Linked DNA regions of Xenopus laevis: region 1 is linked to region 2. Evidence: chromatin contacts called from public Hi-C data. All regions are on one chromosome and are shown on one strand. Each heading gives the region's core, a stretch centred on a gene start, on an enhancer-like site or on the middle of the called end of the contact. The rest is flanking DNA. Distances are from core to core; before and after follow the strand shown. Region 1 has its middle 21 kb from the start of kiaa1614.L. Region 2 has its middle 48 kb from the start of ier5.L.

What was found. Hi-C and Micro-C count contacts between places; a contact is called where the count stands out from the background.
Region 1: a contact with region 2 is called in a Hi-C map of the XL177 cell line, with 5 times the contacts expected there. The contact joins two enhancer-like sites. A contact is called at or near these places in 3 of 4 Hi-C or Micro-C datasets (the XL177 cell line, the XTC cell line and animal cap).

What each region holds. Positions count from the first base shown.
Region 1 is chr4L:96,629,585-96,632,394 of Xenopus_laevis_v10.1, forward strand. No RefSeq gene overlaps it. Among protein-coding and RNA genes, the nearest start is that of kiaa1614.L, 21 kb to the right of the region's middle. Within about 2 kb of position 1,452, at least 5 of the 7 cell types and tissues checked have an H3K27ac peak or open chromatin away from gene starts, as enhancers often do.
Region 2 is chr4L:96,528,414-96,531,226 of Xenopus_laevis_v10.1, forward strand. No RefSeq gene overlaps it. Among protein-coding and RNA genes, the nearest start is that of ier5.L, 48 kb to the right of the region's middle. Within about 2 kb of position 1,503, at least 1 of the 7 cell types and tissues checked has an H3K27ac peak or open chromatin away from gene starts, as enhancers often do.

The sequences.
Region 1 (2,810 bases), core at 202-2,701, 100 kb after region 2:
ATTATCAGCTTTCACTTTGTGCTCCGTGTACAGCCAAAGGCTCAGTCACACATGAGATGGGGAAAATGGCATTTTATTTATTTTTGTACTTCCAAATCATATTTGCAGGTCGGTTGAGCAGTTTCCTGAATGATTGAGCATATTAGGGCTCATTTAGACGAGTGGTTCTGTTCCAGTTGTGCCCCACTCACCCAGCCAGACTGATGTACACAGACGTACATGCAACTGCAAAAATAGTCTTTATATTCTACTTGTCTCCATGGTCACTGAAATGTCTAATCCTGTTGCTAAGGCAATCAGCAAAATCATATGGATTGCAAGGCTAGACCAAGCATTTCCCCTTCAGTGAATTAGTCAGAAGCCCAAGGCCATAGCTTACTGTGTGTACAAAATACTCTATATAAATATATCCATATGTAATGGCTGTACAATTGGCCCCTGATGACACTGACCATAGAGTGTATGTGATGAGGGACCTTCAGCTCTAAGCTCCTCTGGGGCACAGACTCATGAAAAATCCCTGTAAAGAATTTGAATATATGATAAATACATATGAGTGGGATCTACCATTTTATTTGTCATGTTTGAGGAATATTTAATAGAACAAGGGTTCTTTTCAAGACATAGCTGCCCCCACATGTGTAGAATTGTATGAAAATTGTCCTATGATATTGAGTTAACATTGTTATACACCCACTCATCTATATTCTTGTACAGGTAAAGGATCCGCTATCCAGTACTCTCCGAATTACAGGATGGCCGTCTTCCCATAAGGCTCCATTTTATCCAAATGATCTAAAATTTGTAAAAATAATTTTCTCTTTATTAAGACAGTACACCTTGTGCTTTGATCTAACTAAGATATAATTGTCCTTATTGGAAGCAATGCTATTTCATGTTTAAATGATTTTCTAGTAGACTTAATCTATGAAGATCCAAATTATGGAAAACCCCATGTCCTGAGCATTCTGGATAACAGGTCCCAAACCTATATTATATATTTTAATGGAGAAAACGGTTCAGACACTGTCACAGTGAATAGTTAGTGTATTTTAGAGGAGAAATGCCCCCCCCCTCCTCAAGTGTGTAATGGCTTCCTACACAGGGAATGAAGAGTTAATAATACCTTGGGGGGGTCTGCTGCTTGGCAGGTTCCATTATTTCCCTGTTGCAGCCCACTAGAGCGCTGCTTTATTAATCATTGCTACAGACTGTCAGAGCGTTGCTAAATCCATCACTTGGCTGCAGCCCTTCTGAGCATTCCTGAATCCATTATCATTGCAGCCTTGATGCACCAACACCTTTCTGTCATGATTCCAGCAACTTAATTCACTGCTGAAATCAGCATTCCAGCCATGTGCCCCTGCCCCACACACGGCATTAACCCTTCTACTGCTCACTGCGGCCTGTAACAAGTCTCAGAGTCCAATTAGACATCTCCATAGCTGGGGAGCATATTGCTGGTACCCAAAGGGTTATGCTAATACCTGCCTCAGCACAGCACACTGCCAGCACAATGTATCAACAGCTTTTTTTAGCCCCATAACTGCTTTACAGCTGACAGGCTGCAGCGCTTCATAACCTTCTAATTTCATCAGCACTCCCTGAGATGAACAAGGAAATATGTACTGTGAAGCCTCCATAAGAGATGCGCTGCTTGTGAAAGCCGGGGATGCAATGAGATGATGCCAAATAAGCCTGCGGAGGTAAGTGACAAAGGGGGTTGGGGAGGGAGTGGGATCAGACAAAATGCCCTCCTCCTCCTCCTGTCTCTGCTAACAGCTGAGAGCAGCCTGTCTCCTTCCTCTCCCACAGAGCCACATAATGTGCCGTGTGTCCCCCGAGAACTAGTCTGTGGCCACCTGGGCTCATTAGCAACACAAACTCCCTGCGGGGACACCAGGCGCAAGGCTTCTCTTGTTGGGGGAAGGGCACTGGAATAAGAACACCATCGTCAATAACTCTTTCATTACTAAAGGTACTGGGCACTGGACTTGCTTCTTACCTGTCTATAAGGAAATAATTCAAGGCCGTTCTGGCAAATGCCGGACGTGCTGTTGTAAGTTGCCATAGACAGTCACTATTTATTGGGCTATTTGGGCCTCTGTGTGCTTGAAATGCCAGGGCCTATTCTGAATGCCAGTCTGGGCCTGTGCACTAACATACTGGGTATTCCAGCAAATTATCTGTGATTAGGGGAGATTGCACAAGGCTTCCTCACGAGGAAACTTCGGGCGACTTCAGAAATCCGAAGCAATTGATATGCCATCCCACCGGCAATTCGTATTCTTGCCAGTGGGAAGGCATTTCAGGGAGATCAGTCGCCCCAAGTAGAGGAAATGTGTCAATGGGCGACTAATCTCCCCATCTGCCACCACCCTAAATTAAGCCACGGTTAGGCATTAGGTTCTATGATGGCTGAATTGCACAAACACATGGATTTGTGGAGACAGGACCAAATAGTCCTGGGATAACCTATTACATCTTAATGGTGTGGATCTGCATAGATTTCCTGCTGAATTTAAATGTAAACAACACTGCACAACTCTCCTGGCAAAGTCTTATTTAGGTGAACAGCTTTTATACTCACAATGGCCGGCTTCCTTCCTCAGCATGTCACGTCACATATGACCACGGTGTACGGCTTTAACCGACCTCATGGACAAACATTACAGCTAATTCTGTATTTCAGAGCCTTTTGGATAATGGGGTTTTCCATAACAGACACTATACATGTACTATTTAAGACTAATGTTAATGTCCCCAAAGAGGTAAAACGATCTCCAAATATTTTTATATTGTGCTGTAGC
Region 2 (2,813 bases), core at 253-2,752:
AATTATATAAGATATCCAGAAGATGTCACTCATGTAACAGCCCAAAAACCTACTATATGTAAAGAAGCTCTATAAAACTACATGATAGTCACTGAATCAAAGGGTTTGTAAGATCTGTTAAAAATATAGTTATCTTATAAAATGTATGCTCAGACTCTATAACAAACATGGTAAAACATGGTTTTAATATTCTTATTCTTGTTTTACTTGCTATACCCAAAGCAGTAAATGAACAGTTGCCTCAAGTTTCACACGTGTGGGCCCCTACTTCAGTTCTTTGACCTGCTGTTGTGGAACCACTCTCCATAAAGTGACATAAGCTGATTAAATGACAGGTATGCAGTTTGAATTGACTGAAAATCATGATAGTGCTGCCTTCTGCAACTTGTGCCATATTTTAAATCCAATGCAATGAACTTTTAATTGCATTGTAGTACTGGTGTACATGCACACTGTTGTGTTTGCTCTTGTTGGTTAACTGTTGATTAATGAGCCAGACTATATTTAACACAACCTCATGTGGCAGACTTGCACCAGATTTTTCAGCAGGGTCCAAAAGCATTTAGCTATGTGAGGCTTCACATTAGGTTTATTAAAGGTGACAAATTATATATAAATTGATTTTTCTAAGGAAGATAACACTGTCTGTGTAGGGCATTTTTTTGGTCTTGGAGATATTGCATTTAAACGTTATTGCAGTCAGGGCAGCCATCAGGGGGGACAGGGGGGAGAGTTGTAGGGGGCCCCAAGGGTAAGGGGGGCCCGGCCATGCCACACTTACTTGATTAGCCGGGCCCCCATCTTTGTGAGAGCTGCTGACTTCGGGAAGGCATGGATGTTTAAGGGGCCCTGGCCACCAATTTTCTTATAATGTGGGGGGGGGGGCTGGCCACCATTTTTTTTTCTCCTGTGGGGTCCTAGCCACCAATATTTTTTAATGGGGGGCCCTGGCCACAAATGTTTTTTAATGGGGGGCCCTGACCACCAATATCTTTTTATTAATATGTGGGAATCCTAGCCACCAATATTTTTTTTGTTTTTTTACTGTGTGGTGGGGGGCGGACCTGTGGGTTGGGGAGAGCAGACCTGTAGGTGGGGCTTGCGGTGGGCGCAGCCCAGGGGGCCCAGGAAATTTTGTCGTATGGGGCCCTGTGATTTCTGATGGCGGTCCTGATTGCAGTTACCAGAATTGTTGCAGTGGTATTTTTTAACTAGATACAGAAGGTAATTTTTCCAACAGCACCTAGACTGATCTGAACTGCATTTAATGCAAGACATTTGGGCTCATTTATAAAACAATGGCTAAATTTACACCTGGGAAGTAACCCATGGCAGCCAATCAAATGTCTGCTTTCACTGTTGAACCTGCAGCTGCCTGAGAAAAGCCAGTGATTGGTTGCTATGGGCTACTGCCCATGTGCAAATTTGCCCAGTGTTTATAAACCTCAAAAGCTATTATTGCACCAACATACCACAGTGCCTGGATGTGAGTTAGGGGCTTAGGGCCCTGGCTGCTTTATACTGCAACTTTTGAAAGATCTGGGGTACCCTTAGGTCCCAAAAGTGGCCCTGAACCAAATCCCTCACCTTCCAAGAAGCAGGCTGGGTATTCACTTAGCCTCAGGCCAACAGTCTACACAGTCTACAGGGTTACAGTTTGGTGCATTCTCTGTTATGAGCTGACATCTTTCACATTAACTCACAGAAAAGAAAATTCCCCGATCAACGTTTATGGGTCAGCGTTTTAAGTAAGGATCATAAAAAACATTGACTTTTATCTTGTTGACACTGTATACTTATCGCATATAATGACTAAATACTGGGTCAGTGCCTAGTTGCGACTGCTGTATATCCTGTGTGGTGGCAGATCAGTGCACCTTTTAAACTTTATTTAGCTTGCTTTTCTAGGCATGTTCAGTTGGTATGACATTTCCAATAGAAATCAGGCCAATCATATTAGCCCCCCCAGAATCTCAAATATTGCACCTGACTTTAGACTCAGAGGACATAATTGTGCAAATTTCATCTTTCAGATCTAAGTTTCTATAGACAGGGGAGATTCTAGCGCGAGGCTGCATGAGGCAGCTTTCACAATGCCAAACCTGCCGGAGTAGGGCTAGGGGGCGCAATTTTACTCGCTGAACTAGAAGAGCAGAATTTCCAGTTTGATAACCAGAATTTCAGCTTCTAAAGTTTTTTGCTGCCCCTGGTACCTTGTGGGGTGCTGTAGACTGAGGCAAGGTACTTAACTTGAAATGGAGTTCTGCACAAAGCCTTAGTCTGCTGTATATTTGTGTGTGTGTATGTGGGGGGTAATATTTTACTCAGTACTTATTCACTCTTCTTTTGTGCATAATGAATGAGTCACAAGGCAGAGGATGCTAACATTCCACTAATGTACGTCCCTAATGTATGAAGTGCCAACAGACATAAACAGCACTATATATAGAAGCAGATACAACTATTTGTGCTCCATTCTGGGATTGCAAAAGGTTGCATCTGTCAGTGACATGTGCAGTTCTTGGGAACAGTTGCATTGTGGGCAAAAAACACTGATTTTTTGGGTTTGCTTTTTTCCTTGGTACCTTGCCCCCATGATAATATGTTTGTTTTTGTAGCCCTAACACAAGTTTAAGGTTTTTTCTATTTAACCGTAGCTAGTTATTTTTAATTCCTGCCTGAAAACAAAGAGCAGTAATTTTCCAAACCCTGCTTATAACCCCTGCACTGCTATGTGCTTAGTCATACGGCCCCAAGCAAATCCTGAACTGCAGCTGAGAAACTGGCAGGGCCAGTTCTATAATTAGATGTTT